Regions from separate parts of the Mus musculus genome. Here all the other regions are linked to region 1. Evidence: chromatin contacts called from public promoter capture Hi-C and targeted proximity ligation data. All regions are on one chromosome and are shown on one strand. The core of a region is the stretch at or near the end of the contact, and the rest is flanking DNA. Distances in the headings are between cores, read along the strand shown.

The links. Promoter capture Hi-C pulls out the DNA fragments that hold promoters and counts their contacts. Capture Hi-C pulls out chosen DNA fragments and counts their contacts.
Region 2: a contact with region 1 is called in a promoter capture Hi-C map of adipose tissue, with 3 times the contacts expected there. A contact is called at or near these places in 4 of 39 promoter capture datasets (hippocampal neurons, liver and pre-B cells), 2 of 130 datasets of targeted methods (astrocytes and memory CD8 T cells) and 1 of 9 other capture datasets (adipose tissue).
Region 3: a promoter capture Hi-C map of liver shows a contact between it and region 1, with 5 times the contacts expected there.
Region 4: a targeted proximity ligation map of embryonic forebrain shows a contact between it and region 1, with 2.5 times the contacts expected there. A contact is called at or near these places in 1 of 484 Hi-C or Micro-C datasets (embryonic stem cells) and 1 of 130 datasets of targeted methods (embryonic forebrain).
Region 5: a contact with region 1 is called in a promoter capture Hi-C map of pre-B cells, with 2.3 times the contacts expected there. A contact is called at or near these places in 2 of 39 promoter capture datasets (liver and pre-B cells) and 2 of 130 datasets of targeted methods (bone marrow-derived macrophages and memory CD8 T cells).
Region 6: a contact with region 1 is called in a targeted proximity ligation map of pancreatic cancer cells. A contact is called at or near these places in 5 of 39 promoter capture datasets (the 3T3-L1 cell line, hippocampal neurons, liver and 1 more) and 2 of 130 datasets of targeted methods (bone marrow-derived macrophages and pancreatic cancer cells).
Region 7: a contact with region 1 is called in a promoter capture Hi-C map of pre-B cells, with 5 times the contacts expected there. A contact is called at or near these places in 2 of 39 promoter capture datasets (liver and pre-B cells) and 1 of 130 datasets of targeted methods (microglia).

The regions. Positions count from the first base shown.
Region 1 is chr19:5,271,322-5,274,899 of GRCm38.p6, forward strand. Pacs1 (phosphofurin acidic cluster sorting protein 1) reads right to left here and starts at 1,798. Exons shown (of 24, transcript NM_153129.3): 1 at 1,218-1,798. The coding sequence starts at 1,567. Sf3b2 (splicing factor 3b, subunit 2) reads right to left here. Exons shown (of 21, transcript NM_030109.2): 20 at 3,471-3,578; 21 at 2,600-3,206. The coding sequence ends at 3,135.
Region 2 is chr19:6,239,921-6,243,498 of GRCm38.p6, forward strand. It overlaps Atg2a (autophagy related 2A), which reads left to right and starts at 1,748. Exons shown (of 40, transcript NM_194348.3): 1 at 1,748-2,046. The coding sequence starts at 1,876.
Region 3 is chr19:6,162,389-6,165,966 of GRCm38.p6, forward strand. It overlaps Batf2 (basic leucine zipper transcription factor, ATF-like 2), which reads left to right and starts at 2,051. Exons shown (of 3, transcript NM_028967.2): 1 at 2,051-2,165. The coding sequence starts at 2,127.
Region 4 is chr19:4,395,309-4,398,886 of GRCm38.p6, forward strand. Kdm2a (lysine (K)-specific demethylase 2A) reads right to left here and starts at 1,769. Exons shown (of 21, transcript NM_001001984.2): 1 at 1,003-1,769. It overlaps 9430078G10Rik (transcription initiation factor TFIID subunit 4), which reads left to right and starts at 576. Exons shown (of 3, transcript XM_030251152.1): 1 at 576-585; 2 at 1,022-2,142; 3 at 2,803-3,333. The coding sequence starts at 576. The coding sequence ends at 3,333.
Region 5 is chr19:6,116,533-6,120,110 of GRCm38.p6, forward strand. It overlaps Sac3d1 (SAC3 domain containing 1), which reads right to left and starts at 2,054. Exons shown (of 2, transcript NM_133678.3): 1 at 1,265-2,054; 2 at 1-55. The coding sequence starts at 2,054. Snx15 (sorting nexin 15) reads right to left here. Exons shown (of 8, transcript NM_026912.2): 8 at 2,867-3,422. The coding sequence ends at 3,331.
Region 6 is chr19:4,437,896-4,441,473 of GRCm38.p6, forward strand. Rhod (ras homolog family member D) reads right to left here and starts at 1,548. Exons shown (of 5, transcript NM_007485.5): 1 at 1,325-1,548. The coding sequence starts at 1,456. It overlaps A930001C03Rik (RIKEN cDNA A930001C03 gene), which reads left to right and starts at 1,428. Exons shown (of 3, transcript NR_045990.1): 1 at 1,428-1,494.
Region 7 is chr19:5,962,366-5,965,943 of GRCm38.p6, forward strand. It overlaps Pola2 (polymerase (DNA directed), alpha 2), which reads right to left and starts at 1,841. Exons shown (of 18, transcript NM_008893.3): 1 at 1,461-1,841. The coding sequence starts at 1,539.

The DNA of each region.
Region 1 (3,578 bases), core at 548-3,047:
TAGTACACTGTAATGGGGGGGGGGGCATAATTCAGAAGTGTGTAGGGGAAGCCAGAATGTAATTCAGCAAGGAACCTGGAGAGTTTGACAGGTGGGGTAATGTTCTATATTTTTCAATAAATGACATAAGAAAGATGTGCTTGTGTCATCATTTTTCATGCCCTATATATTGGTACAATGTTGTGGTGTGATGTTGTTCAAAATAAAGGGAGAGAAAGAAACACCAGCAGAGTTGAGTTGAGGGTGGAACCCCACAGGGCACCCAATCTCTGGCTTACAGGCACATCCACCTGCTCTGCTGGACTCACAGGGTAAGAAAGAACAGAACCTGAGAATCAACTCGGTTTAGAAGCACAAAATGAACACCTCCAGGCATTTCTTTGTGCTTACTGGGCAAAACCAACCCTGCAGGCTGTCTTAGCATAGGGTCAATCCAACACACTGTCCCCAAAGAAGTATATACAACAACTGCTTTGCCATAGAGAAACAAGCATAATTTTTTGATGCAAGTTTTCAGATAGTTCCAATGGACAGAAAAATGGGTTGAATTTAGGAACAAGGCAGTCATTTTACAGAGCTCATAGGAACCTGGAGACTCTGTGACCAGTATCTAGTGGAGGAGGAAATGAAAACTTGCATTTAAGAACACATTCAACTGATGTCCAAACTAAGAGCACAGAGTACCCAGAGAATGTGTGTAGCATGAAGAACATATGAATGTATGTACTGAACCCCCAAGTGTTAACCAGCTTTACCTGCAACAGGTGACAAATGAATTTGGCACATGCTAAGTACGTTGGGAAAGAACTATATCAAAGCCATCTTTACCACATCTGTGTAACATTAACATATGTACAGCCCACGGGCGCCAGTGAGGCAGGAAGAAGAGTGACTTACTGACCGTAAGGAAGGCCAGATTCGGTCAGACCCAGCCAAGGAAGGCCACTGGGCTGGGTCCCCGAGGCCACCATTGCTCCAGGAGGACAGGAGGGTGGTTCGAGCCAAGGCGGAAGGTGGGACTGCTGGAGAGGGCAGGCCCACACAACAGTCTTGGAAGGCCCAGGAGAAGACAGCCCCCACCCCCCAAAGCCAAGATGAGCTAGGAGTGGAGGACGTACCCTCCACTCGCCCCGGAGAGATGGGGAGGCGGGGCCTGTCACAGAGCCAGCCTGGCGGTCCCCTAGGCCAACACCTTTTCCCAGCCGCCCGTTGCTCACCTGGGCACGCAGCTGGATGAGCTCCGGTCCACCTCCCAGGTAGCATACAAATTCATCTGCACTGGGGCGGGGGTGCGGCCTGGTCCTGGACCGCCCGGAGGCGCAGAGCCCGAGGCCACCGCGACGGCCATGGAGGTGGAGGTGGAGGAGGACGAGGAGGAGGCGGCCGCAGCCGAGGTGGACGAGGAGGACGAGGTGGCCTGGGCCAGCTTGGGGGGCGTCGGCTGTTGAGGCTGCGGCGGCTGCTGCTGCGGCTGCTGCTGCGGGGACTGGGCGACCCCAGAGCCCCGCTGACTGCTGCCGCCCCCGGAGCCTCCGGGACCACCGCCCGCCCCTCCGCGTTCCGCCATGGCCTGGCCAGGGGAGGAAGGGGCGCGGGGCTTACGCAGACTGAGGGCACGCGAGCGACTCTCAGGCTTCCCCCCGCGGCGGCAGCGGCTCAGCGCGTCTCCTCAGAACGCCCGGCGGAGCGCGAGCCACCAGCGAATCTGCACGCACGCGCGGGCTTTCGCTGCGCGCGGTCCTCGCGCTCGCCCGCCGCCGCCTGTTGCGGCCCGCGAGGCCCAGACACTGGGTGGGCGTGTCCGAAAGGGGCGGGGAGCCGCGGCCCCACCCAGACCGGCGCCGAGGGGCGGGGCCAGACTCGCGCTCGGCCCCGCGGCCCCCGGGAAGGGGCTACAGCCCGCGCGCTCTCGCGGCGCGGCCCTGGAGTCCCTAGCAGGCCTCGGCGTGCAGGCTCCGCGCCCCTCCTCCCTCCGCCCTCCTCGGGCGGCTGCTACCCCGCCAGCGGAAACCCGGGTTTTCCGGGGCGCGGTCCCGGACCGGAGAAGACTGTACGAGAGCGCGCTCAGCCCCTGGGATCTGCAGTACACGTAGTTCTGGTCACGCGTTGCATGGAAATCGGATAGCCCGCTGTGGCGACCCCTTCTGTGGTTATTTCGCCCACTTCTGCAAAAGAAGCAGTAGGTAGAGATCCAGGGGCCGGCCACCACCTAAGGAGCTTAAGTTCCAGCTTGACTGTGGGCAGGAGCCAGTTGAGCTAAGGTTGTCTAGGTCCAACAGCCTTTCTTGGTACAGCGCCCCCGACACAGCCTTCTTTACAAAAGTCCCAGAGTGCCTCGGTGCTTTCTCAATTTCTAGAATTCTATTTCTCTCAAGGCCTGATCAGCTGCCATCCCCACACACCCCCACCCTACCTAGAGCTCTTGCACTCTCCTACACCCACACCTTCTCCCCAGTACTTGAGCAAATGTTATGGAATCCTGTGCTCCAACCTAGTCTAGTTTTTCAAAAAACTTCTCAGAACTCAGTGACGAAGACAAAACAAGCCCTTCAAACCCACCCACCCACCAACACACACACACACTAGTAAATCCAAGTAGTTAGCCAGTACTCTGGAACAATTGAGATTTTATTTAGAGACAGATGTTCTCCAATAGGTAAGAAATCGGCCTTTCTGCCACAAGGTCAATGAGGAAGGCCTGACCTGGCCTACTTCCCTAGCCTACAGTTACTTCCCAGCCTAGCCACGGTGCTAAGCTGGCTATTTTTATTCCCCACGGACAAAGCAGTAAGGTCAGACCAGACCCAAAGGTACCTTCAGCAGAGCCTTCACACACAGGAGGGGTAGGGATAGTGAACTACCCACAAGTTCAGTTCAGAACTACAGTCCCATAGTCCTATGGGCCATCTGTGATTACAGGCAAGAAGTAGATGCTTTTGCAGAAGCTAAAAGAGAGAGAGGTTCAAGAGCGCCTGTATTCATCCTTCCTTGGGAAACAGCTTTATTTACAAAACAAGTCTAAAATAAGAACAGGAAGTGACGAGCCTAGGGAGTCCAGATCTAGCTTTAGGGAGCCACAGAGAAAGCCCAGACATACAAAGAGCCTAAAGGCAGGCCAGCTATGCGAGCAGGACCTAAAATTTGAACTCCTTGTATTTCTTGCTGCCCCCACGGCTGTCCTGGGGCTGAGCTTTCCGTTTCTTTTGCTGTAGGAGAGAGAGAGAGAGAAGTTACAATAGGTTAGACAACCCCAGACAGGAGGCAGCCTGACCCAGACATAAAATTAAGGTAAAAAGCACTGAAACCACACTCTCCTCTCCCCCTGAGAGCTAAATGACTTCCTTCCTCTTCCTGAACTTAAGAGACTGCCACCAATGGAGCATCTCGGAGACCTTCAGGCACCGAGTCCACCCGCCTCTCCCTCCACCAGAAAGGACAGCCCTCCTCCTAGGCCCACAGGTTGCTCCCACCTTCTGCTTAGCAGCATGCTCAGCCACCATGTCGCTGAAGTCTTCCTTCTCTACTTGTGCCTGCTGCTCCCGAACGTGCTCCTCGTACTTCTGCGTCATGGCCATGGG
Region 2 (3,578 bases), core at 498-2,997, 970 kb after region 1:
AAGACCTTCCTGGTGATGGGCTAAACAACCTTCATAATCCTATTTTCTACCTCTTAAATTGGGAACACTAGCAAACCAAATGAAAATGAGGACATGGCCACTCGAAAGTACAGCTGAGGAGAAGGCATGGGTTCCTTGTGGATGCAAGGAAGAGAACAGCCAGAGGCATCTGGAAGAGTCCAGAGCAGGGAGAGAGGGGAGCAGGGGTGCAGAGAAAGCAAAGAGGGCAAAGAAATGAACCTCCAGGGCTGGAGAGGTTAGGGGACAGGGTCTGCCAGCCAGGATGACTCTGTACCATGTACTTATGAGTAGGGACTCAGGTAGCCCAAGAGGTTAGCATGGACCTTGATAGATATACATTAGGCACCAAAGACTCTCATTGATGTGAGTCATAGTCCCTTTTGCCAGAGATAAGCAGAATGGCTCCTCTTAGCAAGTAGGAACTATCATCCCCCACTCCACCCCACCCCACCCTGCAGGACCGGGTTTCTCTGTGTAACCTTGGCTGTTCTGGAACTCCCTCTGTAGACTAGGCTAGCCTGGAATTCAAAGACTGGCTTGGTGTATGTCCCTGAGGGAATCCTCACTTTTGTCTAAATGTCTGAATTTGGGAAAAGGAATTTCTTGGGGACCTGACAGAATTTTTAAAAAGAGAGAAATGGGTGTGTGTGTGTGTGTGCCTTCAATCCCAGATTTTAGAAGCACAGGCAGATGCATCTCTGATTTCAAGGATAGCCTGGTCTACAGAGCGTTCCAGGACAGCCAGGCTACACAGAGAAACTTTGTCTCGGAAAAAACAAAAAACAAAAAAAGGAAAGAACAAGGAAGAAGAAAGAAAAAAAAAAGTGGAAACAAATAGTGCCTTTTTAGGGAGTTGTTAACAATAATGGATAAGATAAGCGGCTAGGAGGAGTGGGGAGAGGGGTTTTGTGGAGGCAAACTGGGAGGAATAACATTTGAAATGTAAATAGATGCCTGGCAGTGGTGGTGCACGCCTTTAACGCCAGCACTTGGGAGGCAGAGGCAGGCTTTAGAGGCCAGCCTGGTCTACAGAGTGAGTTCTAGGACAGCCAGGGATACACAGAGAAACCCTGTCTCGAAAAACATACAAACAGAAATGTAAATAGATAAAATAACAAATAAGCAAATGAAAAAAGATAAAGGACTAAAGCAAGTTTCATAGGGCTGGGCGTGATGATGTATGCACGCCTTAAATTCCATCATAGAGAGGCAGAGGCAGGAGGATCCTATGAGTTCAAGGCCAGCCTGGACTACAGTGTGAGTTTCAGAACCGCCAAATACAGAAAAGCTTGTCTCCAAAAAAAAAAAAAAAAAAGTTTTATAAAAGTGCAAATGTGCATTTGTTGCCAAAAGATAGACTGCAAAATTCGCACTGACTTTACTCCTCTGATAAGCTTGTCTACAAATTGGGTGAGTCACTGTTCCTTTAAATTCTTCCCAATCACCTAAAAAAAAAAAAAAAAAGTTGGACAAATCGGCACATGCGCACTCTTCCTGGCCCGGACTGTCGCCCTACGGTTGCAGCCTTTCCGCAGCTTGAAGCAAGGAGGTTAAAGGTCCTCCCACTCAGAATTTACGCGCAAGCGTAAACTACGATTGGGAGCATTTCATCTCGCAAAGAGCCCAGTCCCTTTTTCGCTCTTCAAGGCTCCGCCTCCCGCGGCCAATCAGTGGGCCTCGCCCTTCGCAATGACCAATGGCAGCGAGCGTGGGGGCGTGGTTGGGCGTCCGGGGGCGCGGCCTGGCGCTGAGAGAAGCGGCGGGGCGAACCGGGGGCTCTAGTGAACAGCACAGCCGGACCGAGATCGCCGGCTGTCGGCCAGCGGAAGCGGCTCGGGCCCGGCGGTCCCCGAGATGTCACGATGGCTGTGGCCATGGTCGAACTGTGTGAAAGAGCGTGTCTGCCGCTACTTGCTACAGCACTACTTGGGTCACTTCTTTCAGGAGCACCTCAGCCTGGACCAGCTCAGCCTGGATCTGTACAAGGGCAGCGTTGCCCTGCGGGATATTCACCTGGAAACCTGGGTGAGGAGGCAGGGCAGAGGTGGGATGGTGTGGAGAGAGGGAGCACGGGCCAGCGAAGGGTCCTCGCGGAAGGTTTGGGCTGGAGGACAGGCACCGTGTTTGGAGAGGCCAGTGGGTCTCGACCGCCTCCGCCAGGCCCCCTGGCTGGCCCGTCACCACTTAACCAGAAGCTAGGAGAGAAGTCTCTGTCTTCACCTCTCTAGGAGAGACAGACTAGGAAGTGAGGTGTTACTTTAAAAAAAAAAATGTCACCATCATCATACGGAGTTTGGGAGAGCTGCTTGGGGAAGGGGATTCCCGGGAGCTAGGGGAGCAGAGAGATGTTGTGGGGAGCCAGGCAGTAACAAGAGCTGGAACTAGGGTAGTCAGGGAGGCTTTGGGGGTGTTAAGAGCCCTGCCAGGGGCACCTGTAGAAAGATGTGTCCTGACCTCCTCACCCCATGATCCTGGGCATAAGGGGTGGAGATCGCCCCCGGATGTGGATGTCAACAACAGCGTCACTGCCTTCTGTGTTGATCCACACCTCGTGTGACTGTTGCTGCTCTCTACTTCCTGCTTTTGGGAGAGTGGGAGGGGCCTAGCTTGGGTTTAGGGAAGGACTTGGTCTCTGGCATCTCTACCTGGAGGGCAGCCCTCCAGGAGAGGTGTAGAGGTTTAGCTTCAGGCTAGCTGGGGTGGGGGATGGGAGGAGAAGCTGGGCCTGATGCTCAGGAGGTCTGAGGCCTAGGGTATGGAGTTGAGCAGGAGGCTGGGGGTGGCAGGTGAGGGGCATTGACTCACAGCTGATGGCTGGGAGTAGCCAAGGAGCCACCAATTAGAGGCTCCAGCTAAGGGCTGGTATGGGGTCATCCTAGCTCCAAGAGCAGTAGAATGGGCATGTGGCAGGGCTGGCCTCTTTCTCTTTTCTAGCTGGCCTATGGGTCTGCAGCTTCACTTAGAAAGAGCTAGAGGTGAGCCATGCCTTTGGGAACAAATATGGGTTGAAGAGATGGTGGCATCTTCTAATGGCCTGGTATAAGAGGTGTCTGACCTTCGCCTCTTAAACCGCTCAGAAAAATATCCAACATCTGGGTGTTCCCTTTTTTTTTTTTTTTGCTTTCAGCCAGAATGCCTTCTCAGTCCACTCTCTTGTTTCTTTTTTTTTTGGGAGGGGGGGCTGTCCAGGGCCCTGGCTGTTTTCTAGCCTCTCCCAGACAGCCCAGGCACCTCACTTAAGCCCACCCCTCTCTGCTCTTCACCCTACAACCCTACCTTGAAGGCATTCCAAGCAACTACATGGTCCAAGGACCAAGTTGAGCCCTTCCCAGCCTCAGCTTTCCTGGTACCTGGAGTGACTAAGACAAATGCCTAGGCCTCAGTGTCCCCATCAATAGAAGAGGAAGGTTGACTCAACCTCTGCTTGCCTCTGGCTCTGGCCTTGTTTGTTTATCCGTGGGCTCAGCGGGTGTTTACCGAGTACTACCCAGAGCACCTGGGTTCTTAGGGAGAAGACTAGTGACTCATGGCCTCAGGCGTTCCCAGGCCGACAGGGA
Region 3 (3,578 bases), core at 801-3,300, 890 kb after region 1:
GCCACTCCCTCTCCCTTCTGAAGATCAAGCCATAAACACCCCCCTTTCCTCTTCCTCTGGAGATGTGGTCTCCCAGGAGGAGGCGCCCCTGTAGACTGTCCAGTTCTCCTGGAAGCCCCTGGTCTAGGAAGTCAAGGAGTCTAGTTAGAACTGCAGGCTGAAGCAGGGACACTGGGCCCTAGTCTTCTCAATAGGTGTTTTTTGGGGTGACGTCATACCCAAGCTTCCTCCAGATTGTTCCCCTGTGGAGTTCACAGACAGGCTTAATGAGCCCCTCAGGTGCTGCATCCAGCCAGCGCCCTACCCTACCCGATGTCTGGGAGACAAAAATAATTCCAAGAAATGGGTAGCCTAGGTCAACCCATTTCAGCCCCTGCCCCCAGGGCTCTCAGAAGCAAGGTGATAGGGTCCTGCTGGCACGTCCAATCTCATCGACCCAACAGTTTCAATTATGAATATGTCAGCGATCCTAGAATCCAGATCCACTGCAAGTCTCAAAGAGAAGATGCACCAGGCTGGGCAGTGCTTTCTAATAGGGAAGGGCTCTCTTCATCCTGTTCCTCCCCTTCAAACAGCTCTGTGGACTAGGAATGACTTTATCATCCACAGCAAAGGGATCACACACAGAAGGTATGGATGATAAATTTGGTGGGCAGAGCACCAGGGCTCATCTCTTAAGGCTCAAGCTGGCTTCAGGACCAGTTCTAGAGATGGCAAAAGATTCCTGTGTTGCATAACTCTGGTCATTACAGACATCACGACATGGCAGACACTACTAATCAATTGCAGTCTTTTTATTTTTATTTACTTTACTTATTTATTAAGAGACACCGTCTCTTCTAACCCAGGCTAGACCCCAATTCTGTGTAGCCATAAACTGCCTTGTCCTTCTGGTCCTCTTGCCTCCATTTCCCAAGGATTATAGGCATCTGCCACTGTGCCCAGATTTAGCACTTTTTGTTTTTTAAATATAAACTTGGACATAAAGATTCCTTTAAAAGTTTTATTTTGTGGGCTTGAGAGATGACTCAGCGATTAAGAGCACTGGCTATTCTTCCAGAAGATCCAGGTTCAGTTTCTAGCGCCTACATTTTTGCTTATAAATATCTGAAACTCTAGTTCCAGGGGCTCCAGTGCCCTCTTTTGGCCTCTGAGGACACGGGGCATATATGTAGGGCAGAGACATACATGCAAGCAAAACACTGGTATGCATAAATTAAATTTAAAAAGTTTAAATTCTTCATCATCAGTGGGACAGGGTCTCATCATTTAGCCCTGGTTGTCCTGTAACTTACTCTGTAGACCAGGCTGGCCTTTAACTCAGATACCTGCTGGGCTCTGCCTCTGAGTCCTGAGATTTGGAGGTTCGTGCAGTCACGAGCACTATCACGCCAGCTCTGATTGTTGATTTTTTGCATGAGTCCAACATCGGTCTCAGAGAGTTTGGAGTGGTCGTGTTGTCACAGTTCTTTTGTTATGCCTGGGAACTTTTATATTTTGAGAATTTTTAGTTCTTACTATGTAGCCCAGGTTGGCTTCAAACTCATGAATGATTCTCCTGCCTCTGCTTCTCCAGTGCAAGTACCACACCAGGCACACCCAGCCGCAGGCCTGGAAATTTGCTCCACCCTACCCATACCCTTCATAGATAAGGAAACCAAAGTTCAGAGAAGGTGAATCACCTTCTCAAAGCTGCACAGCTCCAGTGTGGACTGTGAACCTGGACTTTCTCAGAGACTATGGGGGCTCCTTCACGCACCCCACCCCAACCCCGCTTTTCCTCTAGGTTCTGTCCCTGGCATCCTGCCAGCCCTCTCCAGGATACGGTCTTGTTAACTGCTCCCATCTACCCTCCACCATCCTTCTTCTAGAGAAGGGGCCTAACCGGAAGGCTGCTCTTGTTAGGAAGTTCCACCCACGTGAGTGAGCGTGAGCGAGCAAGAGCCAGGGATTCTGGGCAGCCCATGGTTTTAGGAGAAACTGAAACTGGGTGTGCTAGGGGCGGAGTGGCCACTGGGGATTTAAAGAGCCACCACTTCCTTGGGCCTCCATAGGTCACTGGGAGGGGACAGCTGCTGAGGGGACATCCAGGACCAGACTGAACCTCTTTTCCCCTTGCCTAAGCCATGCAACTCTGTGGGAGTAGCGAGCTGCTGACTGAGACAGTGAGTACAGGGGACTAGGAAAGAAACGCTATGGAGAGAGACAAGGAAGGCTGCAGTAAGGTCACCATGATCTGTGTGACCTGGGAACTGGGCTGCACACTCCCATCTCACGGTTTAGTTCCTCCTGGGCACTGGAATGACTTCCTGGCGCTCACACTGCAGACCAGTCTCCAGCTTTGAACTTGGACCCTGCATGCGTGCGTACTGCTTCCTCGCAATCCATTTGCTCTCACCTTGCAGCGTTTCCCAGATCCTTCCCTTCTCTCTCTAGTCTCCCAAATCACAGCTGCCTTCTTTCCTCGCTGACTCTGTCTTTCTCCAGCCTCTATTCTGGTCTGAAGTTTGCCCTGAGGAGGATATAGCCACAATCCAAGGGACATGCAGAGTCCTCAGCCAGAGTGGCTGGAGTCTTGCCTGAGGTGGAGTGACAGAGACAGGGTCCCGCTCTAGGCATTTGACTTCAAGTTCCATTTAAGTTTTGTGGTCCCCGGGGTTGGAGGGCTCAGAGCTCTCAGGAGCAGTCCTCTCTGCCCAATGGAATCTCCATCAGTTCTAGGCAGCCGCCCCACTGCCCTGTGAGTGAGCATGGAGTCTTGTAGATCTCTTCTGTGCCAGGTAGGTGACATTCCTGCTTTGAGGAAAGATCTCGTGTATCCCAGGCTGGCTTCAAACTCACTATGTAGCCAAGTCTGGCCTGAACTAATCCTTCCATTACATCTTGCCATTTTGCCTAATTTTATTTGTTTGTTTTGTCTCCTCTTCCTACTCCTCCTTTTTCTTCTTCTTTTTCCCACTTCTGTGCCCTTCTAGTTTTGTGCCTGGTGCATAGTAGATGTTTAATAAATGTTTGTTGAAGGGATGGGGAGATAGCATAGTCAGTGAAGTACTTGTCTCGGAAGCCTAAAGACCTGAGCTTGGTCCCTAGCATCCATAAAGCACCTGGTTAGGTGGCAAGCACCTGTAAGCCCAGCCCTGGGAGAGGGGCGCTTGCTGACCAGGCAGCCCAGTCTTACTGGTGAGTCCCAGACCAGTGAGAGACTATATCTCACAAACAAACAACAAACAAACAAACAAACTAGGTGGGGGCCAGTTAGGAATGCTCACTGCTCTTGGAGAGGACCCGAGATTGGTTCCCAACACCTTCACGGGGCAGCTCACAACCAAATCACCTGTAACTCCAGCTCCAGGGGACTTAACACCTGCTTCTGGTTTCCAAGGGTACAGACACTCACATGCATACACAGGTCACCACATATACACACAACTTAAATTAAAAGAAGGCAGATGGCTTCTGAACATGAATGATACTTAAGGCTGTCCTCCTACAGTGTACACACACACACACACACACACACACACACACACACACACACAGAGGAAATTAAATGTTGTTTCAGTAAGTGAGTGCCAGCC
Region 4 (3,578 bases), core at 519-3,018, 880 kb before region 1:
ACACAGATATAATGCAGGTGAAAAGGCTCAGGACTTTTACTTCTCTTCTTCTGTATGTTTGCTGGTGTGTGTGTGTGTTTAAGTTTTGTTGTTTTGAGACAGGATCTCTCTACATAGCCCTGGTGGTCTTGGAACTACAACATAGACCAACCAGGCTTGCCTCCAACTTACAAGAGACCCGACTGCCTCTGCTTGCCCAGTGCTGGCAAAGGTGTGCAGCACCAAACCCAGGAAGGACTTTTATTTCTAAAGTGCTGAATGGCCAGGTGAAGGTGAAGTACACACAAAACTAAGCCAGACCCTAAACCAGTGAGTTCTCAAACAGGTAATAACAAATTATAAGCAAAACGGGGAGGTTACTTTCATTAAAAAAAAAAAAAAAGAGGGCAAGAAAAATTTGGTTTTACAGAAAGACTTCAAACCAATGTCCCATATCCTTCTAGTAAGGAACTGCCTTCCCCAAACTACCATCCACCTCAAGGTGGACAACTACAGAACAAATTTGAGAGTTGCAAACGGAGGCAAAAATACCATCTAATCTAGATGAGTAAATAATAAATGAAACGTCTCGATATATGGATACGGGTGAAACATCCATTAAATAAAGGCCGGTTGGCACGTCAATCAATCCACAACACCAAGCAAGGGTTTTCGTTTTTCTAAATATCTTTCTCCAGAATAATGGCTTCTAATTGGATATACAAATGTTTTTTTTCTCTCTTGTAAATATAATACGGCCACGTTAACAAAATCCTTTCAGAGGACCCGATGACATAGTTTGCGAGAGCAGTTCGTGGCACTGCCCTCCTCGGCCTCGGTCGCGAGGGACACAGTCTGCACCCCAGGGCCGGACAGCAAAGCGGTAAACCTCGACTGCTCCCCTAGGGAAAAGGCGTTCTGTGGCTCACCCCTTGCAAAGAAATAAAAACTTTACATTAAGTCTTTAGATAAGACCGGGAACCAAACTTCCCAGGGCGGGGGAGGGGGGAGGGGAAATCTCACCGAGGATTTTGTTCTTGAGTTCTTGTCCAAGAGAGAAGTAAAATTCCAAACACAGACAAAATAAAATCCCAAACGTCGTCTTCGGTATTTCTGTGTATTAACCCAGTATCCAGAGAAGGGTCAGAGCGACCCGGAAAAGAGGAAACAGTTACTGAATCAAACCTCCTCTTCTGGCTTTTACAGACTCCGCGTCCGAGGCGTCAGGGAAGCAAGACCACTCGGCTACTCCCCCAAGCTGGCGGTCAGCAGCCCCAGCCCGAGACCCGGGTCAACCGGGCCGCGGGAAACACCCTCCTCTCGGTACCCTCAGCCGGCCACAGCCGCTACCGAAGCCCAGGAACCGCGGCCGATCAGCTGAGACCCGCCCGGCCGACGCTCCCCGCGCCGCCCGGCCCCCCGGAACGCGGGCCCCGGCCCCGGGGGGCGGAGAGGGCGGGAGCAGCGAAGCGCCCTGACCGGGGGCCTTCGGCTGCCTTTGCGTCGTCCCCTGAGCCGGGGCTCCGCGCTGCGGGACGATCCCCCGTACACCCCCAGCTACTCCCCAGTAGCAGAGGAGGGACTCCGGGGGATGGGCCCCCTGACGTTGCCCTTCCACGCGAAGAGCCCACTGCCCGGGAGGGAAACAACCGCGACGGGCCCGGGAACTGGAAAGGTGCTCTGCGGCCCGCCGCCGCCGCCGCCGCCGCTGCCGGGGAGGGGTGTTGTTTCCCTCACACAGGAGGATCCGCTGAAGCAGCCGCCGCCATTTTGAACCCGTCAGATTCTCACATACACACAGCTCCTCCGGCCTCACTGCGCAGGCGCCCTCTCTTCACCACCACCCCCTCCCTCCCGTCGCCTCTCCACCCCCACCTCTTTCGAGCCTCCCTGCGCGTCTTACCGCTCTCCGGGACACACGTGAACGCGCACGCGTCACTCCCCCCACCCCACCCCGCCCCCTCTACCACGGACACACCGCCGGAGCGCGCACGCGCCGATTGCGTCGGCCTCGAATCGCCCGCGCCCCGCGACGCCGACGCGGTTCCCCGCCCTCCCCCCCTCGCGTCAGCCCGCACGCCCTCTGGCCGGCCTACCGCCCCCGCTCCCTGCCCGCCTCCTCTCAGGTCGCCGGCTCGACCGGGTGCCTGCGCCTGCGCGCCAGTCGCGAGCCTCCTCCGCGCGCGCTCTCTCTCTCCCCCACACCCGCACACAGACACACACGCACACACAGACGCGCGCGCGCGCGCACACACACACACACACACACACTCGCAACTTCGCCGGTGACCCCGCCCACCGCCGGCCAGCTGCGCCAGCCGCCCTCCCTCCCCCACTACTCTAGGGAGGGTTGTGACCCCCGACCCCCACAAAACACAGCACCCCGCCCCAAGCAGTAGGAAGCATCTCCCCTTCCCCTTCGAGCCACCTCTGCTGGGTGGTCAGACGGGTCACACAAACGTGGGCCAGACGGCCTGGGTCAGGGCAGCCGTTGGCCGCTTCAACGCGGGGTCCCCCGGGGTCATGCCATGGGAGCGGGCCAGAGCCGGGTGCTGTGCTCGGGTCTTGTCAGACCCAGGGAGTGCACGGAAAGAAGCGCCCTCCCGCCGGGCGCCCTCCCTCACGCGCCGGCCGGCCGAGGCCCACCTGCTCGCCATCCCGGAGTAGGCCCCTGCGCCCCCCGCTGCAGGGCCTGGCCGCCCTTAGCACGGGGGGAGCTCCTGTCCGTGCAGCGAACCGGTTTCGCCTCACCCACTCCTCGCCGCTCCGAAGGGGCAGGAACCGGTAGCAGTAGCATGTCTGTCCCGAGCTCTGTTCCCTCAGGGCAGCTCCAGACGCTTGACAAGGGAGTCCACAGGTGCTGTGCGCGACAGTGGGATCCACGACGGCTCAGGGGTGGCAGCAGCTAGCACACCCCACTGCGGGCCGCAGGCTCCCAGGGAGGTGGCCCAGGGAGCCCCTGCTGTTGGCCACGCTCAGGTTTCCGTAGCGCCGGTGCCCTCGGCGGCCCGGGTGGGACGTGACCCCGCCCCCGGCGAGTCGGGGCACCCCCCACGGAGAGGGGCGCGGGCCGCCCCTAACCCCAGGGCCGCGGCTTGCGAGGGAGGCCCAGCCGAGAAAATGTCTCCGGTTTGTGTGCGCAGCTTCGCGCGAGGGTCAGCGATGGGGCAGCGGCGGCCCAAGCTGCTCGGCCCTGCCGACGAACCGGCTCCCGCGGCTCGACAGCCGCCCGACGGGCAAGCGGGCTCCGGACGTCGACGGAGCCCAGCCAGAGGTAACAGCAATGCCATGCGAGCAGCCCAACTGCGCTCAGGGCAGTTCCCCAGCCAATCTCGTGCTTTGAGGCCCGTTTAAATTGTAAATCCCACAAAGGACGGTGGCCTGGACGCTACACATCCAAGTGCTTGAGGTTGGCACTTTCCCCTTGCTGACTGGTGTCACATTTTTTTCTCCCTGCCTTGGTTTCCAACTCTTCACCTTGATTCTGAAGAGTCTGGGTTGGAAGAGGAAGACTACCGTGGTAGAGCTATCATAATAACGTTCGTAAACAGCCTTCTAGGTCTTTTAGGAAGACGTTAGTGGCCGACAGTTGGAAAAAA
Region 5 (3,578 bases), core at 804-3,303, 850 kb after region 1:
CAGGCACGCAGGGCAGCAGGCAGCTGTAGAACCTCCTGCAGGGCTTCCACAGAACCTACAAAGGCAAGCAGCAGAAAGACACAAGGATGCTTGATGCTTTCTGGGTCAGGCATACCTCCCATCCCACCCCCTCCAGGCCCAAGCTATTTATATACACCTCTAGTTCCAGGCAAACTCGTTTCCAGAGCTTGGCTCTGCCCACCTGCCAGCTCCAGTCATGTTCCCTCAGAGAGGCTACCCCACTTCCTCTCTCCTCTTCTAAGAAAGACCCAGCCATCTGATCCTTCTCTGGTCTTTTTGAGGTGCCACAAGACCAGACCTCCTTCAATCTAAATCCTTACAAGGCAGTGTTGTACATTTACATAGGGACACAGGCCAACATAACATAAAGGCTTGCCTGGAGCACAGGCTATTATGCTAGACCCAAACTTAAGGCTTCTGACTCAGGGTTCCCACTGCAGCCTGAGGGCACTGGCTTCCCTACACTTTCCCCTCTATCTGCAAGGGTCACTGTTGGAGGATGACTTGGCCCTAGTTTCCTTTCCAGGAAATCTTGGTACTGGAATCTTGGGCCACTTTTCTTAAATTAGTGAATTTAAGAGTCACTGTGTGTAGCCGGGTAGTGGTGGTGCACGCCTTTTATACCAGCACTTGGGAGGTAGAGGCAGGCCGATTTCTGGGTTCTGGGTTCGAGGCAAGCCTAGTCTACAAAGTGAGTTCCAGGACTGCCAGGGCTACACAGAGAAACCCTGTCTGGAAAAAAGAAAAAAAAGAAAAAACAAAGAGTCACTGTGTGCATGTATGATACAAATATATTGTCTCCACATATAAAATCATCAAAGAATCTGCCTGCCTCTGCCTCCAAAGTGTTCCCATACAAGGCGCCTGTTACCACGCCCACTGGACTTTCCTATAATTAAATCACCCATAGAAGGGAATCTTTTAGCACCTCCTGTTAGATATGTTTATGGGCCAGCCCACGGAGCAGTTCTTATAAGTTTGGAAAGCGCTTTCTAGGTCAACTCTCTCAGTACTATCCTACCTCCTTCCACCTCTACTATGTAGAAAACAGCCAATTTGAGAATGTCAGACCTGAGGTCCCACGTCGGGACTTTTACCAACTGACTTTCCCAAGAAGAAGCTATTGCTGGGGGATGGAAGTTACAGTACTCCCAAGCTATAGTTCGCCGTTGCTGCTACAATTGCGTCTTCCCCACCCCAGGCTCCTCGGGTCCCCGCACTTAGTTCTCTGGGATCGACTCACCCAAGTTGTAGAGCAGAAAGAGGCCCTGAAAAGCAGCCTGGCGGGGGTAGGGGCCTTTGCCCCGCGCGTAGCAGCGCCGCAGCGAACCGAAGCCTTCCTGCACCTGAGTCTGAAGCAGCACCGGGTCCGCGGCTCCGCGCGTCTCTTCTGGCCGCACCCGCGCCACCACGGCCAGCAGCGTGGCCAGCGCAGCCTCCAGCACTGTCGCTGCGTCCGCGTCGTCCACGCCCTGCAGCGACAGATCTAGCCGCACTGCGCGCAGGCGGTCGGCCACAAAGCTCGCCACCTCCGCGCACGACACGTCGCCGCGGCCAGCCACCTCACCGGCCAGATAACGCACGGTGGCTAAGAGCACTGGCGGCGGCCGCAGCAGGCTTGGCGGGGGCCGGGGTTTGCCCGCTGCCGGCCGGCTGTACTCCTTCACTGTGCGCTTGGGGTCGGCTCGGGGAGCGTTCCCACGGCCGCCTGGCTCCACCTCCAGTCGGTGCAGGCGGCGCTCGCGCTCGCGTCGGGCGCGCTCGGCGGCCGGGCACATGTCTGGGCACAGGCCCATGGGTAGTTTGCAGCCGGACATGGTAGGGGTGTGGGTAGAGGACGCACACTCAGCATCGCCGGGCCAGCGGAAGCGCGGCACTGCATCCTGCCGTGGGCTCGAGGGACAGACTCGAGCCCCAGTCTGGCCAAACGCAGCCTGCCGCGGCTTTCTCGATTTGCCGCTCCCGCGGCCTTTAGAAACGCCTCCCATAATCCATCGCGCCTGGCTTCGGTTTTCCCCCTTAAATCGTCCCATGATGCATCGGTTTGTAGTCCCGCGACGCAGGCCACACCTCCCCAGGGCTGGGATTTGTTGGTTTAGCTTTTTGTTCTTAGGGCTCTCGAAGTAGCAAGTCCTGCTTTACGTACGTGTCTATTATTTCTTTAACACACTCAGCTAGTGCTGCGTGCCTGTCATTCTTCATTGTTTCCCTATGCGTTTTGTTTTAACTGTGTACCTTTGCATGGTCTGGAAGTCACTATATAGACCAGGCTGACTCAGTAGAGATCCGCCTGTCTCTTTGCCTTCCAATTCCCGGATTAAAGGCGCGGCCACTCATTCATAGTTATTATTAGCATTCTGTCTAAGCTTCACTTCACAGTTAGCTGACAACAACCAGGTAGGCTCCACCCAACAGCTACCTGGCAACAGTCAGGTAGGCCTGACCCATTATAAAAGGGGCTGCTTGCCCCCTCCTCTCTCTTGCCTTCTTGCTCCTGCTCTAGTCCCTTGCCCCTCCCCCTCCCTGTGCTCATGGCCAGCTTCTAATTCTCTACTCCTCTACTTCTCTCTCCCCCCCTCCTCTCTCTGCCTTTCTCTGCCTCTAGTACCCTCTTAACTCCCCTTCCCATGTCCTGAATAAATTCTACTATTACCATCGCTTGGCTGGTCCCTCAGGGGGATAGGATGCCTTGGCAAGGGCCAGCTGAAGCACCTCAATGGAACATATTCCTCCTCTCTTTATCTTCTTATAAACATAATGGGTATGATGTGCCAGACACCGCTTATTCAACTCTGTTGGTACAATGTAAACTCAACCACAGACAATAATAAGCAAATGGACCTGGTTGTGTTCAGGCATGTGTTTTACTCACACGTATTTAAATTTTATGAGATTTTCACTAGTCAAAGAATCTTTTTTCTTCCAACCATAAAAAAAAAGAAAGAAAGAGAAGAAGAGAAAAGGAAAGGAAAGGAAAGAAAGAGAAAGGAAGGAAGGCTCTCAAGGGCCTTACAAAAAAGGCAGTGGGCCAGGTCTGGCTACAGACTCTGGTCTAGATGGGTGAACTGACAGGTTAGGGGCCCAGATGCCACTCACATAGAACAGATAGGCAGGATCAGAAGTTCAAGTCTAATTCCAAGGAGGCAGGCAGGTCAGAGCTGAGAAGTCTTTGCTTTTCTTATACTTGATCCAGTTAATACAGATATGGCCCCTGGTAGTCATACGAGCAGGAAGCACGGCCAGGTCCCAAAGAGAGCAGTGGGGGTGGCTGGCAGTGCTGGAGCTGACATCCCAGGAAGGGTCCACCCCTTAGGGCAAGTGTGTGTGAAGCATCTCTGCCCGCTTCAGGTACTCGGCTGCCTTCTTCTTCACACCTTCCCGGCGGGCAGGGGATGGGTCACCTGGAGGAAGCAGATGGCCCACCTACATTCAGAACCCAGGTCATAATGTGTCCTTTCCCTCCCTGGGTCCTCCTGTCTTTGCCTCATTTTATGAGGCTATTAAAAAAAATAAGGGAAAATTCTGCCCAGTGTCTCCAGTTGACCTGTGAGAAACAG
Region 6 (3,578 bases), core at 298-2,797, 830 kb before region 1:
CCTGCCCCAGGCCAGTGTTGCAGAGCCTTCCCCACCCCCTCCACCTTTAGGTGCCTCCTCTGATCTCCTGGTTCCCACGTTGGTTGGGTTCCCATGGGCAGTACCTAAAGACCTGGAAAATATCTCCTATACTTAAAAACAAAAAAACTGTAACTGGTCAAAGAAGGTGACGTCAGCTTTGCAAACCACAAAACCAAAGGCTGTGAGATGGGTATGGTGGTGCATACACGTGATCTGAGCAATCCTTGGGCCGAGAGACAGGAGGACTGAGCGTACAAGGCCTCCACAGTAATATCCTGTCTCAAAAACAAAACAGGAACCACTAAAGTAAAACGACAAAAATACAACCCCCCCCCCCAAAAAAAAACCCAACAACCATAAAAACCACTGGTATTCAGAGTAGCAAGCAAGACTGTGCCCTATTTGCCAGGTCAGCTTCTCTGGCTCCTTCCATCAAATTACCCACTTCTGCACAATCCCAGAGGCCAGAAGGACGTGGGGACAGGAAAAGAAGGCTTGCTGCTGAAGGCAAACCCACAAACACACAGGACCCCCACTCCTCGTGGAGGCACAGAAGGAGGGCTCAGCCACTGTTCTGGTCATGGGGTCCTTGAGGACTCACAGTGACAAGCCCAGAGAGCCAGGATGCAACCAGGTACCGCACCGAGCCGGCCATCAGCCTTCAGCCTCACTGTCCCAGCTTTCTTCCCCCTATCAGGTTGCTCTGAGAAACTGAGGCTTGGTTAGAGTCGAAGTATGGCATAATCAGACTCTTCAGAGAAGGGTCGGTGTTCCAGTTTTCCTCTCTAGGGTAAAGCATGGGGATTTGCACCATAGTGGATGGAGAAGAGGTGATGTCGCCCGACGAACATCACTTACTAACTTTCAGCAACTAACTTTCAGCACTCTTTTCTATACTACGCTCGGGTAGGGGCTTTCAGTCCTATCATGTAGTTAACCTTCAGAGAGGTTAAGGGACTTGCCCAAAGGCACACAGCTGTAAGAGGCAAAGGCTTGATTTTACTGCTGCCAGTCGAGCTCCAAAGTCCTCACACTCTCGTCGCCAAGTAGTGACAACAACTGCTCTCGTAGGATTTGCTATTTCCCTAGGTGGCCCAATTCAGTCCCTGTGACACCCCTCCCCCTAAGTGCTATTAGTCCCACTTTGCTTCTACTGGCTAAAACTGAAAAACTCTGCCTTCGACCCCAGGCCCTGCTGAGATTTCCCCCTAGGAGGCTAGAGCTGGGTTCTTTCGAGGCAGCTCTCAGCAGACCCGCACATGGGGGGTGTCCCCAGCGCAGGGCCAAGGATGAGGGCACTCACCTCTGGGAAGGCCCCTTTGGCGAAGACCATCATCAGTGACGTCTTCCCGCAGCCCCCGTCGCCCACCAGGACCACCTTGACCGAGTGCCCGCTCTGCGGCGCCTCTTCTCCCGCAACCTGGGACGCGTTCATCCCTGGCTGGCGGACGGCGGTGCGCGGAGCAGCAGGCGGTACGCGGCGGGCTGGCTGCGGCGGGCGCGGGGCTGGCCCGGCGGGACAGGAATGTGGAAGGGGCGGGGCGGCGGGAGGAAGTGGGAGCGGGGCGGCCGGGACAGGAGGCGGCCCGGGGGGCGGGGGACACCCAGCTCAGGTGAGAAGCCCGGGACAAGATGGGGGTGCGGCGCCCGCCCAAGGGTGGACGCTCCTGGGGTCCGGTCTCCTGGCGTCCTGTCTAGACACTCAAGAAAGACTTTTGCAGCACCTACTGCGTGCAGTCGCTGAGGCCGCAGGGGTGAGCGGAGACCTACGCCTCCAGAGGGCACCCAGGGCTCGTGGGAGAGTAGACAAGTACTTGGAGAGAGGCTGGGGACAGGGAAGGAGGAAGCACCTGGACTATCTGCCATGGGTGGGAGGTTATTTTTATGAATGAATGGGTGGGTGAATGAATGAATGAATGAATGAATGAATATGAGTTTCTGCTATTTGCGGACCTCCTCCAAATGTTGTAGGCCAGATGAGAAAGGAGTGGCCCGGGCATGCCCTTGTGGGTCACTGCAGGACCTCTTCAGCCAGCTCCAGGAAGTTTCAATGAAGGTGGAATTACCACGCATCTCACCCAGGCAGCCAGTGAGCTAAGGAAAACTATGGAACCGTCCATCTGTAGAGCTCAGAGCTAGCTCTGGCACATGGCAGATGTCATGAATGGTTCATATTATGGTATATAGTATGATGGCCTTTTAGTTTTATTTTTTACGCGTGTGGGCGTTTTATCTGCATGTATAGACATAGACATGCATCCTGGTGTCCTCTGCACTCGGAAACCCTGGAACTAGAGTTACAGACATTATGAGCCACTATGTGGGTGAACCGGGATCCTCTGGAAGAGCAGCCAATGTTCTTAACCTCTGGGCCATCTCTCCAGCTCTTTGGTATAATGTTTAATCAATGCAGATGATCCTTAGTTTCTTAGAGTCTGGGGACCCTGCACTGTTCCGATCAAAACCTCGACTCTGAGAAGCCTAGAATAGGAGGTGTCAGGACAGGAGAAAGGAAAAAGGGGCTCTTCGAAGAGACTGGAGCAAGGTAGCCACGCCCCCACTTCTTAGCGACAGGACAGAGGGCGGGACTTGGCTGAGGAGCTAGTATCTGGAGGGTGGAGCACTTTGGATTTCAGGAATAAATCTTACTTTTCTCTAAATCTCCGCAACCTTCTTTGTGATCAGATTTTTCTTTTTAACTTTTGGTGAGCATAAGTGGGCTGGAAATGTAGCCGCGCTGCCCGGATGCTTAACCAGCACTCATGAAAGCCTCGGTCCCATTCCCAGTTCCACATAAACCGGGCTTGGAGATCCATGCTTCTAATTCCAATACTGATGAGGTGAAGCCAGGAAAATCTGAAGCTCAATGTCAGCTTGGCTGTTCAGTGAGTTCAAGGCCAGCATGGATTAGATATTCTGTCTAAAAAAGAGGGGAAAAAGGTCTCGCCTGTCTCCCCAGACCTCAGACTGGGTGTTTAATGGAAGCTAAGTGGACCATGGTCAGAAGTCTTTGGGTTTCACCTCCATGACTTCATCTCCCATTGTATTCAAAGTCAGGCAGTGAAGAGGACCTTCAGCCCTATTTGATCCTCACTGTGTCTCAAGGAGGCAGTTTCCAGTTTCCCTCTGGGCCAGAGGTCAGCTGTATGGAAGGAGCCTCCCAGAAGCCTCCCCAGCTCCACCTTTTGGATGCCCCTTTCCCGAAACCGCCACAGGGCTGGGCGGGACTTGGCATGAAGCTGGGTGTGTGGCTGAACAGGATGCCCAGAAGGAGTGGTGAGGAGCCCCCCCCCCCCCAGTCAGCTGTCAGCCTTGTCATCCCTACCTGTCATAAGGCCAGTCTGGGAGGCAGGTGGAGCTAGACCAAGGGTGGAGGAAGCTGAGAGTCAGGCGGAGGTGGCCTTGGTTGCTATAGGGATAATCACTCTAATGACACACTTGACAACTGTCACACGTTATAGTTTCTTTGTATACCTCATAATAACAACACATACTAATGGGTGATAGCTGCTATTCAGGGACTGTCCACCAGGAGGCAGGATTTGCTAGTTCCATTT
Region 7 (3,578 bases), core at 591-3,090, 690 kb after region 1:
TTTAACAAAGAGAAGACAGTGAACAGCGGCAAATGCTGCTGATAATTCAAATAAGGACAAATTTAGCCCTGCCTTTGGCAAGACAAAGGTCATCAGTCCCCCATAACAGCAGGTTCCTATGACCGGGAGGACAAAAGCCACAGAAAGGGAAACTTAAGGTATCCAGTATGGACAACCCTTCTGGAGAGGCCTGTTGTAATCAGGAAGGGGAGAACTCAGGAGTGGGGTCAACAAAGCACTTTAGGCAAAAGACACACCCCTCCCAGTTGGTGACACCTGCTTTCAGGTGCAATCTGAGACCTCATCTCAACAGAAACAACAACAACAACAACAAAGAAAAGCAGAAAACACACCTGTTAGCTTTATAGGGACAATTTTTTTTTCTAGTAACACCTAAACTTGATTTTATATGCATGAGTATTTAGCTTGCATTGAAGTGTACAACATGCATGCAGTGCCTGAGGTGGCCAGAAAGGGGCACAGGATCCTCTGGAATGGGAGTTGCAGATCCCTTGGGTGCAGGGAAGTGAATGTCGGTCCTCTGGAAGAGCAGTCAGTGCCCTTAACCACACAGCCATCTCTCCAGCCCCAGGGCACAGAATCTTCAAAAGATTTCAAGTTCTTTTAAAAAAATGTATATATTATTACTTTATGTGCATTAATGTTCTGCCTGCATGTATGTCTGTGTGAAGGTGTCAGATATTGGAGTTATAGCAAGCAAAGCAGACAGGATGGCACTAATTCAGCTCTTAGCCTTGAATTCTCTATGATCCTCCAGGCCTCAGCCTCCCACGTGCTGGGGTAACAGGCAAGCCCACTTATACTACGGTTTTATTTCCTACAGTAAGAATTTCAAGGGGTACACACACTGCTATTCTGACACTGATGCACACATCTTCCAGGAGAGATGTGTGATTTAAATCTTTACCACTGGTCTCTGTGGAGCAATAGGATGAGGCACTGTACTCCAGAGCAAAAGTCAGGGGTCGGCACACAATCAGGCAACTAAGTCTCCTTGCCCATGTCCCTCCATCTATAAAGAGAGGGAGCCAATAAGCACCTTGAAGTTTCTTCCAAAGCTAAAATAAAGGACTAGGATCCACCTAGAGGAATTCCTATTTGCACAGATCACTAAAAACTCTGATGAGCAGGGCATGGTGGTGTACATCGTTAACCCCAGCACTCGGGAAGCAGAGGCAGGCGATCTCCGTGAGTTCAAGGCCAGCACAGTAATCTACATAATGAGTTCTGGGGTTACCCAGAAAGACTCTGTCTTTAAAAACCAAACAAACAAAAAAACCTCTAATGAGAAAAGTCATTGAGCAAGAGATGACTAGGTATGAGATGCAAACGGTTCCAATGTCTCCTATTGGTAATGTCACCTGTTGTTTAGTCGGGACCCAATAGGTACCACACAAGCATATAGAACTTGGAAGCGATCCTCTCGGTTCGGGACTCACGTTTCTCCAACAGGGAGTCCTCGTAGTCCAGGCCGAAGATCTGTAGTTCCTCCGCCAGCTGCTGGGTGGACACGGCCATGGTGACCCGGGAGTGGCCGGGCGCCTGCCGCCGGGCCCCGACCTCAGCTCTACCCTGCAGACGCTTATCCTTTCGCTTTACCGGAAGGTGACAGGGACGTGTCACGAGACCACCTGGCCTAAGCCCTCAAACGACCCCAGCCACCAGGTCACAGAGAAATACTTCAAAAGCCCTCGAGAGGTCTCGATCCAGAGAGAAAACTTGCTTCCGAGGACTACACCTTAGCTTCTCCGTGAGGAGCACAGCACAGGAAAAACCCGCCAAACGCTTTGCCTAGCGCGCGCTTGCGCGAGGTTCTGCTCGGGCCCCGCCCTCCCCGCGCACGCGCCGGTCCTCCCACTGCAGCTGCGCAGAACGCGCCTCTGCGCGTCACTCCGCGCGGAAATTGAGAATCGAGACCCCGTACTGTGGCTGTTTCAGGAGTCGCCTGTTCTGCTAAGCTCTGCGATGCTTGTTTGTCCCTTTTTTTTTACCCTTGGCCAGGAGGCGCTGTTTGTCTGTATCTTGCAGTGACTGACACGTGTGTCCAGCACGGCCCTGGAAGGGCACGTTAGCTCCTTCCTCCCCCACCTCAGCATCTCCATCCTGCTCTGCCTTGGTTCGTCCTGATCTAACGCTTTCGTAGGGAATGTGGTTATTATAGCTGTTATGATTGTCAGTCACGGGGATAGCGGGAGGGCAGGTCACTGAAGGGGGAGTGGTTAGAGAGTAAAACAAGGAGTGCATTCTCTTCTTGATGTATTTACCAAATTTTCGAACCAAAATCTCCATTGATTTGGCTTAGGTCAATTGATCTGTGACACCCTAAGAATGGAATGGAAGACTGGCAGAGCCTTTAAGAAAAAACGGTTTGAAGCTAGGCCTGGTAGCACACACCTGTAATCTCAGCACTTGGAGGCTGAGGCAGGTCTCTGCAAGTTCCAGCCAAGGCTATACAGAGAGACCCTAACAAGCAAGCAAGAAACACCAAACAGGACTGCAGAGATGGTTTAGCAGTTACGCTTACTGATCTCACAAAGGACTTGGGTTTGGTTCCAGCACTAGTGTGGTGGCTCACAGCTGCCTCTAACTCCAGTTTCAGGGGACCTGAGACCTCCTGACCTCCACAGGCTCCTACAATCACATGGTGCACATACATACACTCAGGTACTCACAAACACCCATTTAAAACCATGCCGCTAGCCCCAGCACTAAGGAAGCAGAAGCAGGAAGATTACTGAGTTTAAGGCCAGCCTGGTCTACAGAATGGCACCCAGAACAGCAGGGCCACACTGAGAAACCCTGTCTCAAAACAAAAACAAAGTGTGTCTGTGTGTTTAAAGGCTGATTGAACTTCAACTTTCTCAGTGAACATCGTGGCTCAAAGCTTCAATCTCAATATTTGGGAGGCTGAGGTGAGATATTAACACGAGACTGCAGCCGACTAGGCCCACATTTTAAGTCTGTCCAACAGAAAAACAAAACAAAACAAAACTTTACTGGGTTTTCACACTAGTAGCAGGAAGCACTGGGCTGGGCTGCAGGAATTTAGCCACCAGGTGGCAGCAAGGTCACACAACACTACGATTTAGTCCCTCAGTGCTGCCACACATCATTAACATCTGAGGCTTATGGCCTTTCTGATAAAGAGAGGTAAGATTTAAATACAGCCTCACAAACCTTGAACCAATTATCACCCATTTCTAGAGATTAGGGGTGTAGCACACCTGGCAGAGTGCTTGCCTGGCGTATCTAAACCTTGGGTGTGACCCTCAGAATCTGATGGCCATTGGCACATTTGTAATCCCAGTACTTGGGAATGAAGGACCAGAAGTTACCCTTAGCTACATCAGAAGTTCAAGGCCAGCCTGCTACAGGAGACCCTGCCTCAAATGAATGCATAAATAAAGCAAAGCCATCTTTCTTTCTTTCTTTCTTTCTTTCTTTCTTTCTTTCTTTCTAGATTTCTTTATTATTATGTCTAAGTGCACTGTAGCTTTCTTCAGACACCCAGAAAATGCTGTCAGATCTCATTACAAGATGGTTGTGAGCCACCATGT